Regions from separate parts of the Triticum aestivum genome. Here region 1 is linked to region 2. The links are chromatin contacts, called in public Hi-C maps. All regions are on one chromosome and are shown on one strand. Each heading gives the region's core, a stretch centred on a gene start, on an enhancer-like site or on the middle of the called end of the contact. The rest is flanking DNA. Distances are from core to core; before and after follow the strand shown.

Region 1 (6,361 bases), core at 80-2,579, 210 kb after region 2:
GTTCTGTGCTTAAGGCTCTTACATCTCCTGAATGAATGATTCTCTCGCACTTTAGCCGCTCGGCCCATTTCCGATGATCCGCCACATCATCACTGTTTGATGACAGGTTAGATAGACAATCTTCAATCTTCCAAATAAAAAGGCGGTAAACGCATAAATAAATACAGAATCGTGTCAGTCTGAACATACATGTGAGTCAGAAACATGTAACGTGCTCCGCCGAGCTTCTCAAGCTGGTTCGCTAGTTTCGGCGTATACCTTGGGCTGAGAACAAAATAAATGATCAGAAAATCTACAATTAATATATATAATCGATTGTAGTTTCTGAATGAGACTTGATAAGTTGATTTTGTCAATTATCAGAACATCGACAGCGAATATACCTGTCAATCATTATGTTCCCTTCCGGGTGAACTATAAGGTAAGATGTTGCTCCATATGAGTTCTCAGAATGGTAACCACAGAGGTAAACTCCCTGAACAGACAAGCAGACAATTTATTATTTTTATGCTAAAAGACTGAGAAAAGAGAGAACATATATGAAAATGTTTATACATACGGGAAGATCGTCGTCGATGGGGAGAGGGAATGTGTTCTGCACTTGGAGAATGTCTTTTGTAGGCTTGTCAGTGTGGATAGAGCCTGTAGGGCAAGAGAGCAAGGCCTGCAAACATACATGGAAATGTCATGATCTAGTTGTCCAGTGACTGATCATTTTTGATAGAACAAGAAGGAAATCCAGTAACTTTACGAGGATTAAGCATTACTATGAACTAAATTAGGTGATTGGGTGAGAGAAATACCATCAGTTAATTATTGTCTGGTGTTGCACACCGAAGAAGGCATTTTAATTACAGTGGTCAAAGATGTTACCTGCAGTGCCTTGGTTCTGATTTCCCCGGAGGTGGGTTGCGCCGCCACGGCGGACTGGTCATCGACTCTGTTGAACACCTCCGGAGCCATCCACCTGCAGGTGGCGCAGTCGATGCACCGGTGATCTGCACACCAAGACCCCGTCAGCTGGGACGATGAGGACGAGATCGCATCAGCATCAGCATGACTGCATGAGGGAGCTCACCGACGAAGAACTCGCCGGACACGTTCTGCGGGCGCCGCCTGCTGTCGAGCGCCGGAGGAGGGGACACAGTGGCGCGTACCATAGAGGTGGCCCGTCGGCGCGGACGCAGGTGAGCCGGCGGGGCGGCGAGGGATGCGGCGGCGCGAAGGCTGAGCGCCATGGCGATTGACGGGTGAAGTTTTCGGTCTCTAGTACACTACACCTGTGAGATGAGCCGAGGCGAGCTGAGCTGAGCTTGTCAGATAATATTGCTTCTTGAGTTGTGCATTTATTAAGAGCAACGTGGGTGTGTGTGTAAACTCAATCAATCAAGATCTTCGGGGTCAGCATGTGACGCCATCGCTGACCGCACACACTAGAAACTTATCAGACTTGAGGCACAAGCAACTCGAATTTTTTAACAGGACAAGCAACTCGATTCTATCAGCAGACTTTGTTTGTTACTCTCTCTGTTCACAAATACTCCCTCCGTCCGGGTTTATTGGGCCCAAAGACCAAAACGCTGGAACCAAGGCAGACATGGATGGTTTGCCCTCCGTAATTAATTGCAGCGGTTGCTCCTAGACATGCATGCTGTGTATGCATTGGTTGCATGGTAGTGAGATTTATGAGCCCCGGATTCTCTCATCTTGATTATCCATCCAGCGCATGAATAGGAGTGAGACCGAGGTAAAAATCTACTTTTGCAATGCGACTTAATTGCATACCTAATTATGGGGCCTAATAGGAAGGAACGTGCAGAGGCTGCTCACGGGCCTAATAAATCCGGACGGAGGGAGTACAGTACAATATACGATGTTGTAACTTCTTGTGAATCGGATGTATATAAATACTTTTTAGTGTGTTTGTTCACTCATTTCAGTCTGTATTACCAAAACATCTTATATTTGTGGACAGAAAGAATAGCAACGGTGCAAGCGGCCCACATAGACTCGCACTAGACCGCCTTGTCGGGCCGCCTTTTGTTGTGGGTTTTGTTTTTTAGGCACGAAGCGGAGGAAGCCGATGCAGACGGCAACATATGCCTTCCCTCAACAAGCAAAACAAAAGAAATGACATGCAGACCGACAGAAGGCCACCGGCCTGGCGAGCCTCTCCGCTCGTCGATCAAACCCCATCCCTCTCGGCCACCCTGACAATGACAATAGAAAACGACAGAGAAACCCTCGCCACTCTCTGTTCGCCCACACGCCGACCACAAAGCCTAGTTTCCCATGTCCCCCGAGAACCCACATCACAACACTAAGGACACGTGGCCTAAGAGAAGCTACACACACGTCGCTTGTTATGGATGGATGGATGGACCCAACTAGGTCGCAAGATCGAAACACCCACACACCCACTATCAATCGGGCCCAACTCCTTTTCCAAGGAGATTGGTAGTTGTAAAGATATTAAAAATTAACAAATATCACTTGGTTTGGCATGAATTTCATTCGTTTTTTGAAAAAAGAATCGTTTAAAATGGGGTGAACATTTGGTGTCTACGGTTGGATGGCATCTGCCCCTATCACTATCCGGGGATGGGAGCTTGGGCTCTGACATCAGCTCTGGGCTAGATAGGAGCTCAGGCTTAGTTTCCCGAGCTCAGACCCAGCAACTTGAGTCGACGCAAGCGACGTTGGGGACTCATACCTGAGCTTGGGCCCCGGCGTCTCCTCCCATTCCACCACCAAGACGACGCTCACGACTTGGGGGTGGCCGTGATCTAAAGCAACAACAGTTCCTTAGGTCTTGAAGCCACCAGGTCGGTAGAGAAGTGAGGTACTGTTTGAGGCCTTGTAGCGCCTGCTAGGCAGCTGAGGTCCACTTGAAAGGGGCCGACTTCTTGAGGAGCTTGAAGAAGGGTAGACCTCATTCCCCAATCTTGGAGATGAATCTCCCTAAGGAAGCTATGTAGTCCGAGAGACGTTGTACATCCATGAGGCGTGTGTGTGGCCGCATTTGGTCGGTGGCGGTGATCTTTTTGGGGTTGGCCTCTATGCCTCTGCTTGATACAAGGAAGCTAAGGAGTTTCCCCGAGGGCATCCAGAAGACTCACTTCTCCGATTCAGCTTCATGAGAATGTGCCAAAGGTTGTTCAAGGTTTTCCACAAGATTGTTGAGGAGTCTGGCTTGATCTTTGGTCTTCACGATGAGGTCGTAGTAGGATTTTATGTTGCGGCCTAGTTGGGACTCCAGAGCGATGCGTATGGCCCGCTGATGGTGGGCCAGGATTTTTAAGCCGAAGGGGATGTAAAAGTAACAGAAAGTCCTCACAAGGGTGATAAATGATGTTTTTCCTCATCCTCTTTAGCCATGCGAATCTAATGGTAACCCAAATACACATCCAGGAAGCATAAAAGATCGCACCCCACTATGCAGTCCACGATCTGAACTATGCGGGGCACAAGGAAATGGTCTTTCAAAAATGCTTTGTTAAGGTCGGTGAAGTCGATGCACATTCTTAGCTTGTTACTCTTGGAGCTCGATATCTTGGGTGGTAGAGGTCCCCCGGAAGCTTCCTTGCTTGTCGTGTGCTCCAGAAAGTTTGTAAAGGTGTGGTGGTCGCCTTCAAGAACAATCACGAGTGATTTGAGGCTTATCCGTTGGGGATGACTCAAAGGGAGAATAGAATGAGCCACTTGGTGGCATTCCGGAGTTTTGGTGTCAAACCGCTCCAACGAAGATTAACATCCCCAAAGAGTGTAAACTTCGGAATAAATTACACGTTCCCAACTCACTTGTGGTTAATATTTTCCCTATCCTTTACTTTTCTTTGTATGCTTGTTGGCTTTGCTAATTGTATTGTTGCCTAGCATACCTTGTTTTGAGTTTGCTTGCCATATAGGTTGTGTTTACCTAGTTGCATATCTAGAGAACCTAATTTATCTGCATTGGCCTAATTTGAAAGTTAAGATTAAAACTTGTAGTCTCCTATTCACCACCCTCTAGTCGACCTCTCGATCCTTTCAATTAGCCATGTCATGGACCAATCCCTCATTCCTCCACCTTTGGTGGGATTCTATGCTTGGACACTAAAGCTTCACTAGGGCTTCTTTCATTCTTCTTGCCTTTCCACCTCGTCTTCTTATCTTTTTTCTCCTTGTTAACTTATTGACCATGACAGTAGCTTGCCTTGTGTTAACTCATTCTTGCCTTGATAATTAGCTTTGACTGTGCTTAGCTGGGAAATGGGGTCTCGCGGTAATTATTATTTATCCCCCCAACATTAGTGGTCTTACAACTTTGTGTTCTAGCCTTCACCAACGAGGACGTATGATTGTCCCAACAATTCGGATCTATAGATACACCTTTTGTTTTTTATCCCTTTCCTTGCTCCTTTATTTATTGCAAGTTTCGCTTCCACATACTTTTCTTAGATCTTGCATGCTTTAGGGTGTTTAGGCAACCGTAGCTTAAAGTCTAAAGCTGGCCATTGATACGTCTCCAATGTATCTATAATTTATAAAGTATTCATGCTATGTTTACAACAATTCTATATAGTTTTGGTATGATTTGAATGGAACTAACTCGGACTGACGCTGTTTTCAGCAGAACTACCGTGGTGTTGTTTTCGTGCAGAAATAAAAGTTCTCGAAATCGGACAAAACTTTTTGGAGAATTATTTGGAATAAAAGAAAAATACTGGAGCAAAGACCCACTGGAGGTGGCCGCTGCTGCCCACTAGGCACCAGGGCACGCCACCCCCCTCTGGCGCGCCCTGGTGGGTAGTGGGCCCCTCGAAGCCCATCCTAGCGTGAGACCGATGCAAAAAATCCAATAAATACATAAACCCCCAGAAATAACCCTAGATATAAAGTTCCGCCACCGCAAGCCTTTGTAGCCACGAAAAACCTATCTAGACCCTGTTCCGGCACCCTGTCGGAGGGGGAAATAATCACCGGAGGCCATCTTCGTCATCCCCATGGCTACCATGATGAGGAGGGAGTAGTCCACCCTCGGGGCCGAGGGTTTATACTAGTAGCTATGTGTTTGATCTCTCTCTCTCTCGTGTTCTTGATTTGGCACGATCTTGATGTATCGCAAGCTTTGCTAATATAGTTGGATCATATGGTGTTTTCCTCTCTCTATCTTGTTGTGATGAATTGAGTTTTACCTTTGAGATTTCATTATTATCGGATTAAATATTTTTATGGATTTGAGAGCACTTGATGTATGTCTTGGCACTCAACTTGCGGATTCCCGAAGTGACATTGGGGTAATCTATGCATAGGGGTTGATGCACGTTTTCGTCTTTGTTTCTCCGGTAGAAATCTTGGGGCACTCTTTGAAGTTCTTTGTGTTGGATTGAGTATTATGAATCTGAATTTGTTTGATGCATATCGTATAATCAACTCACGGATACTCGTGGTGACATTGGAGTATCTAGGTGACATTAGAGTTGGTTGATGTGTATCATATGGTGTTATTTTAGTACAAACTCTTGGGCTGTTTGTGACACTTATGGGAATAGCTCGATAGATCGATCGAAAAGGATAACTTTGAGGTGGTTTCACACCCTGCAAACGATTTCATCTTATGCTCTCCGCTAGATTAGAACTTTGGAGTGATTCTTCATCGCACGTTGAGGGATGGTCATATGATCCAATTATATTAGCATTGTTGAGAGATTGCACTAGTGGAAGTATGAACCCTAGGCCCCATTTTCAAGCATTGCAATACCGTTTGTGCTCACTTTTGTTACTTTCTACCTTGCTGTTTTTTATTGTTCCTATTACAAAAAATCAATATCTACTATCATTACTACATTTGTATCACCATCTCTTCGCTAAGCTAGTGCACCTATACAATTTACCATTGTATTTGGTGTGTTGGGACACAAAAGACTCTTTGTTATTTGGTTGCAGGGTAGTTTGAGAGATACCATCTTCATCCTACGCCTCTCATGGATTGATAAACCTTAGGTCATCCACTTGAGGGAAATTTGCTACTGTCCTACAAAACTTTGCGCTTGGAGGCCCAACACGAGTCTACAAGAACAAGTTATGTAGTAGACATCAACCATCTAAAGCATGACTATAACTTTAGAATTGTCCATTCAATCCCTCTCTAGACACATGTAACACCCATGTACTAATGAGCTACAGTAACCCCTGATGTTAAGCTAATCATTTTGCTAAAACAGTGCTTAGTCACCTTTGATCAATATCTCATCTGAAATTCCACTTGAATTCAAATTCAAATTTTAAGTGAAATAAAGGAATTCGCAAACATGAAAATAGAAGTGTTCAAAGTGTTGCAAATATTCTATAACTAATTGTGGTGGTGAACCAAAATTTT
Region 2 (7,373 bases), core at 2,195-4,694:
CCTTGCCACATCATTTTAGCTTGCCTCAAGCACGTAGGTTTGTCTTTTCATTTTGTTTTATAGTTGCACGAATTGAATATCTCACTAAGAAAATTTATGATGGTTTAGACCTAAGCATGCAAAAGCTAAAACTCAACCAAGGCCTATGTGGTTCTCATGATTCACAAAAAATCATAAAATAGATACATATGTGTCTAGATAAATCCAAGACAAGTAATATAGGACAGAAGATGTAAAAACCATAGAAACTATTTGAATTCACATGACGATGTTTTTTTTGGGACACATAGGGATTAAAATGGCCGAGTAAGGGCCCGTTCGGATCTCCTCCACGATCCAGCTTCCCGAGAAGCCTGCCAAACGGTGCAGCTTCGAGAATCTTGCTCCAGGAGGACGAGCGGCCTACAATGCAAATACCAGGAGCAGCGGAAGTGCTGATCCCCTTCACGTAAAGGAGAAGGGGAAGTTGCTTGTAATTACATGGAAATGCCCTCCCGAAGTGCCTCATGCGAACCTTTTTTTTTGGGAAAATTTTGTTTTTGCCACTCTAGATTTTGCCAATTTTCCTTATGCCACTCTAGATTTTGACATTTCACTTTTGCCACTCTTAGTTTTTGACAATTATCACAATTGCCATTCCCGTGGCAAAAGCAAAATTTTCAGAGTGGCAATTATGATAATTATCAAAAGCTAAGAGTGGCACAATGAAATAAAATTATTTTGCTTTTGCCACAAAATGGCAATTGTGATAATTGTCAAAAACAAAGAGTGGCAAAAGTGAAATGTCAAAATCTAGAGTGGCATAAGGAAAATTGGCAAAATCTAGAGTGGCAAAAACAAAAATTTCCCTTTTTTTTCTCGATCGAACCGTTTTGCTCTCGTTACGAGCCACCAAACTAGGCCTCAAACTCGCTTCCTGGGCTTCCAGCCCATGCAGACGGAGAGGAGCTGCTCAGTGCTACGTAACGCATTGTTCTCCTGTCAGAAGCTGGTGGCGGCTGGCTTCTCAGGAAGCTGACTATTTGGTGAAGCTGGAGAAGATCCGAACGGGCTCAAAGTTTGAATGAAAAATGATGTGTATGGTTGCTACCGCATTAAGTCCTTCCTGTTTAGTGATGAGAAGGTAACCGTGAAAAATGAGATTCCAAAAATCTTCCAAACCTTTTTTTGAGAGATAGAATTCCTCTCGAAGTAAAGCAAACGCATAACAAGATATCACTAACAACTGTAAAAACGCAACTTGAGTGGCCCCCCATATCACCTTCATTGACTACCCATCAACATTGGCCTTATCACTACGGTGACCTGGGTTGAAAAGCAAAGTGGATCAAAAACATGAGGAGTTAACATCATGTGATGGTAAAACACAAACATGAAAACTAGATGAAGCAAACTAAATTGGCTGGGTTTTAGGATCAACACATGGTGATGATTATCTAATTTTTATGTGGTGTATAACAGGTCGAAGTGAAAAAAGCTTCCCGTCCTGACTTAGTTGGCCAGGACACCTCGATCATAGCTTAATTAGCTCTGTCCATGGTTGAGACATAGTTCATAATTCATCGAATCTCTTTTTTTACCAGTGTTGTTGTTATATTGTGCAAACCTTATACGTGTGGTGTAACATTGTATGCGGAGTTATGGTAGAGTTGTATTAATCCTCTTGATTATGCAAGTGCAATGAGATTTGTGGTACCAATATATATCGTGTGGTGTATGCTATGTATGTGTTGATTGTGTCCTAACATAATTAGTAGGGATAATTAAGCTAGCGTAAGGATGAGCAATACAACATTATACCGTCATAAAATTCATGGGCCAAATCAAGTCCAATAAATCTTATGTATTTTTAATTTCAGTTCTCGTATTATCAATTCAAATACCCATGCTTCAAAGACCAAACCCTATTGCTCATGCAACAACAGTAGATGTATCATCTATTTTTTTGCTAAGGTTTGGCGGTTTATTGCCTTTGACACACCATTTGAGCTCGCCTCAAGCACGTAGGTGTGTCTTTTCCTTTATTTTGTAATTGCACACATTGAGCATCTCACTAACGCCCCGTTCAGATGTTGATATTGAGGCCTAGAAATTGATATTGGCATTGGCCAGCCCGAATGTTGTTGTTTGGATGGTCAGGGAATTGAGTTGTTGAATTGGCCTGCGATATTGGCTAGCCCACTCTCGCGGCCCGCGTACCTATTCCTGAATTCAGAGGCCACGACCTCGACTTTGGCTGATATTCGGGATCGAGCGCTCACTTACCGGTTCGCCCGTGCTCGAGGGAAAAGAACACGAGAGCGGGAGAGCAGGGAAACACAGGAGCGACGCGGTGCACCCGGCGGCGCATGTCATCCCTCTCCGTTGTCTTCCTTCTCTCTTCTCTCCGGCGGATCCCCTTCTCCCACGCATACGACTACCTTCAGGCGCGTCCGCCTCACCCACCCCGCGTCCCATCTCCCTGCTCGCTCGCTTTGCCTTGCCCTAGTTCCTGTGGCCGCCGTCTGCTTGACCCACCACCACACGCCCTCCTCCCTTGGTAGAAGGCACGGCGGGATCTTCCCCCATGGCTACTTCTTCCTCTAGCAACCAGCCCCTCCCTAATCCTACACAGAAACCAAATCCCCTAATCCTCACCCGCATGTGCTAGTAATTTGAGATTGTTTTTTTTTACCTTTTGCAGGTTAGTGCAGAGAGAGAGGGGGTGTGAGTTAGAGAGAGAGAGAGTTTGTTGGTAATTGATGCCTAATTATTGTTGTATTTGTGTAAGTGTTGCTATTGCATATAATTTAGTTTTAAACTTTTACATCAATGTACAATATTCAGCCTATGACAAACCAACAATTCCAATGTAGAGAATGACCATCCAAACAAGCTTCAGAATTGAGTCTCTCATGCAAATTCTAAGTGTCAATTCTGTGTACATCCAAACAACAGAATTCGAGCTCAATGTCAATATCAAAGTCACGGAGATTTGATATTGGGGCCAATTCAATTCCATGGCACCGAATATCAACATCCAAACAGAGCATAAGTAAATTTATGATGGTTTATACCTAAACATGCAAAAGGTAGAACTCAACCAAGACCAATGCCATTCTCATGATCCATAAAAAAACATAAAATAAATACATCTGTGTCTAGATAAAAGTAAGATAAGTAATTTGGGACCAAGGGAGTAAATAAAAACCATAAAAATAACGTAATGCCAATTTTAATACTAGTATATAGGATTACTTGTATGTTTATTCGTGCACATGCAAAAACACGAGGTCTGAAAAAGGAAACTCATCGACAGTTCAACACACATGACCCGAACACTTCACAAGATAGTGATTCGAAGCGACTACCCGAAAACACGGCGACCTTTCCCCATGGAAAAATGCCGCGGAGAAACAAGAAAAAAACCAGTTCATCCCCTTCCTCGTCTCGCCTATTACCTCAACGCTCTTTCTTCTCCTCCAGCCCCGTACCGTGCGTCCTCTCCCCCACTCCAACACACGCAGACACACAGGAGCCACGCGACCGACCGACCGACCAACCACCCGGTCCTCTCCCCCGCGCGATCCAGCCCACCGACGACGCGCGGGGCGAGCCCTAACCCGCGCGCGGATCTGGGAGCTGCCGCGGGCGGCGCTCCCTCCCATGGTCCCCCGCCGCGCCGAGGGGGCGCGGAGCCGCTGAGATGCGGGGCGACGCGCCGCCGCCTTCCGCGCCATCGGCCTCCTCCTCCTCCTCCTCCGCCTCCCCCTCCCTCTTCGGCGGCGGCGGCGGCGAGCTCTTCGAGTCGGGGCCCTCGCCGCTCGTCTTCCTGCCCCTGCTCCTGATCCAGGGCGGCGGCATGGACCTCTCCCGCGTCGGCGAGAGGCTCCTCAGCTCCGTCCGCTCCGCGCGCTCCCTCGGCCTCATCCCCCCGACCCCAGCCCCTGTCCCTTCCCGCCCCGAGGTATCGTGCTGCTCCACCCCTCCCTCCCTCCCTCCCGTCGCCCCGTGTTGGATCCGGCGATAGTGGTTGGCTGCTCATCATTGTGCCGTGCGCCTGTAGGTTCCAGCTCGAGCTGCCGCAGCCGCGGCCGCTGCGCGCGCGATCGCCGGGCTGCCACCGCACGAGAGGATCAACCTGCCGTCCAATTCGGAGGACCTGGTCTCGATCTACGGGAGCAACCCGCAGGGGCCCGCCGTGGGTGAGCTCGAGGAGGTGTTCTATGAGGAGGTTGGTGCTGCATTTTTCGAGGTGTGGGTGCTGCCGCTTTGTGCCAGTTGGGCTTGATGCTTTTGAGTTCGAATTATGTGCAGGAATTCGACCCCATAAAGTACATTCTGGCAAATATTTCGGAAGGAGCTGGTGACGCCACCTATTTCGATAAGCAGGTCAGTGTGCCAGTTATAATCACCTCAAGTCATTATCACCACAGTGCATGCTATGTACAAACTTATGTAGACCATTCTTCTGAGTGACATTTGCACGCATACCAGTGCGGATATGTTAATGACAGTTTCGGAAGTAATTGCCTTATGAATGCAACTTATGCCCTCTGTAGAGGAAACCGACTCCCTTTTGTCATTCCTATCATTCTAGTTATCCATGAATATATTTGACAATCGCCACCAAAAGTTCAGTTCTCTCTATTAATGTGCACTTCTGTTACCACATTAACACTTTCCTCTTTTTTTTTTAACGATGCACATTTCATTTTTGCAGTCTACTTTGAGATTAGCGCAGCTCGACAAGATTGCAGAACGATTGTCTCATCATGTTATGGGTCACCATGAAGAAATGGGTATGTGTCCGATCAGACTGTACAATATCTTCGTTGATTAGTTTTCTATTTCTCTGCACGTTATAGGATATATTTCAATTGAATTCCTTTGCAATTTTGTCTTTGACTGATCCATTCGATGGGTGCTTCTCCTTTGACATGTTTAGGTTTTTAAGCCCTTTTAGTTATGATTAATAGACATATGTATTATATGCTACCAAAACGTCGCCTTTAACGAAAACCAGATTTCTGATACTAATTTTTGGCCAGTGAAGGGGATGCAGTTAGTGATGGAGTTAGAACAAGACTTAAAGGTTGCAAATGTGATCTGCATGGTATTACCTCACGAAAATTTCTCCTTGCAAACATTATTTTACCCCTCATGGGTATCTGGTCCTTATGAATTAATTATTATTTCAGAACGGTCGAAGGCACATATCCTCTTCCAAGAATGAGGTGTCAAGGGATCTGGTTGTCAATGTAAAATCAAAGAAAAAACAAGCTTTGTTGGTAGGTGCCTGCTGTTGTTTTATCTGTATGTTCTGCGTTAACTGGATAGGCTTGGTGATTGTCCCTAGGCTGTTCATAAAGATCACTGAGCTGCCATTTTAATTCTATTATAAGATGAGGTTCTTGGTGTGTTTAACTCCTAGGTCAACACTTCCTTTGCCTATCATGGTGTTAACTCTTAAGATGGAGTTATAAATGTTTAATGCATTGTTAAATTTAAATGCTATATCTCTTTCACTACAGCTAGCTCTAGATACGTAGAATTGAGGATCTATACATAAAAAGGTTTAGTTTTTGTGTAATGCAGGATGTTCTTCCTGTTCTTACAGAACTTCGACATGCTCAAGATATGCAAATGGAGCTAGAAACTTTTGTTGAGAAAGAAAATTACTTTCAGGTAGGCTGATTTTGGCCATGAGCACTTCTAATTTGCTCTAGTTCGTTGTTTATCTTCTTCTCTACTCAAGATAGATATCTGCATAATCTTTATTTCACAATCTTACTACAGTAGTTTTCAACCCCATAATCACATTTTGGAATGAGGGTTGTTTGTTACTCCACTTAAATGACCCTAGTGATGTGTGTTTGCTATGTGTATGGCAATCCATATTTTTCGTCCAAATTATGTTAGTTTCCTTATGATACCTTACTGATGGTCGCAGGCATTTCAATTATTACCAGAGTATCTGCAAATCTTGGAGAACTATTCAGGCCTTTCTGCCATACAAGAAATGGGACGAGGGATTGAGGTAATTGTGGCATTCATCCCATGGTTTTCTGTTGGGTTATTCAGAGAAACAAAACTCTTGAGCACCATCAAATTCGATGGAGTCATCTGCATTTCTCACTTCGTTTGTTTTATTTTTTATATTTATATTCTGATGATGGTATTTCTGCCCTGCAGGCATGGTTAGCAAGGACAATCAGAAAGTTGGACAACCATTTACTGGGAGTCTGTCAGACCTTCAGTGAAGAAAGCTATCTAACCGTGAGTATTTACCTGGCCATTAATTTGTATGCTTTCTTGGGTTGGTTATATTTTTTGCTAACTTTCTTGAATTATATCCTTTTAACGATTAACTCTGAATTATAGGTGATTGATGCATTCGCATTGATGGGTGACATTGGTGGCATGGCTGAAAAGATGCAGAGTTTCTTTTTGCAAGAAGTACTCTCTCGAACACATATTGTCCTGAAGGAAATGTTGGAAGAGGTATCACATTTGATTTATTGGCATATTCTTTCTTGCTATACTCTTGCTGTTCATACACTCTTTTACTGTTAACTTCTTCACATGCCATATTTTTTAGGGGTTATTATGGTTTCCTGTTAGTCTAGGTCTAGTAGATTGCTTTGGTCCAGATAAGAGTAGATTGACTTGCAGTCGAAGTTATGTAGTAATGTATTTTTGCTCACTTGGGTTGTTGTGCAATATGACAGCTCTTTCCATAACGTACTATTTTCTCTAATATTGCAGGAGGTGGGAAACAATACGCAGAGAAATAGGTATGTATTTAGCACCTTATGTTTGTTCTTTTCATTGCACTAAGATTAAATAGAACTTACACTGTTTTCCGTACATATGGATGGGTGAATTTTATCAGCCTTGGACGATTTTTTTTGGCAAACCAAAGTACTCCCTCCGTCCCAAAATAGATGACTCAACTTTATAATAACTATAGTACAAAGTTAGTATAAAGTTGGGTCATCTATTTTGGAACGAAGGAAGTATTAACTTAAAAGGATTATGTTTCACAATTTACATCTTACACTGGGATTGATTTACTGAAAAATTAGAGCTTCATATGTTGGCATGCTATTGTCTCGAGTGCTGCAGTTTCTGCGGAAAATCATGGTCCCTTCTCTGCTAGAATAGTGGTGTACCAACCCAGTCCATGTTGCCATACACTGACCGACCGTTTCCAATCATCTAAAGCAGTATAAGATGTATGTAAATGTGTCCTATCATTTGTGTCATTTTACAGATAAACTCACGTTAGTTTTTTTGAGGGAATCTTGTGGGCTAGATACTCCAATATAAAACCGGACACTATTCAAGTTTCTCTTGAGTACTCACTCCACTGATGTTTATTTTCTGCAGAT

Evidence for each region. A called contact is a pair of places that touch in the nucleus more often than the background predicts.
Region 1: a contact with region 2 is called in a Hi-C map of leaf, with 3 times the contacts expected there. The contact joins the promoter of LOC123181585 here to the promoter of LOC123181583 in region 2. A contact is called at or near these places in 3 of 5 Hi-C or Micro-C datasets (all in leaf) and 1 of 1 datasets of contacts at active chromatin or transcription factors (leaf).

What each region holds. Positions count from the first base shown.
Region 1 is chr1D:298,777,539-298,783,899 of IWGSC CS RefSeq v2.1, forward strand. It overlaps LOC123181585, which reads right to left and starts at 1,330. Exons shown (of 10, transcript XM_044593883.1): 1 at 1,079-1,330; 2 at 874-998; 3 at 560-664; 4 at 384-475; 5 at 190-264; 6 at 23-92. The coding sequence starts at 1,238.
Region 2 is chr1D:298,567,743-298,575,115 of IWGSC CS RefSeq v2.1, forward strand. LOC123181583 (syndetin) reads left to right here and starts at 3,445. Exons shown (of 25, transcript XM_044593881.1): 1 at 3,445-3,946; 2 at 4,046-4,213; 3 at 4,297-4,371; 4 at 4,703-4,781; 5 at 5,031-5,095; 6 at 5,181-5,270; 7 at 5,578-5,667; 8 at 5,933-6,019; 9 at 6,175-6,258; 10 at 6,364-6,483; 11 at 6,748-6,776; 12 at 7,372-7,373. The coding sequence starts at 3,686.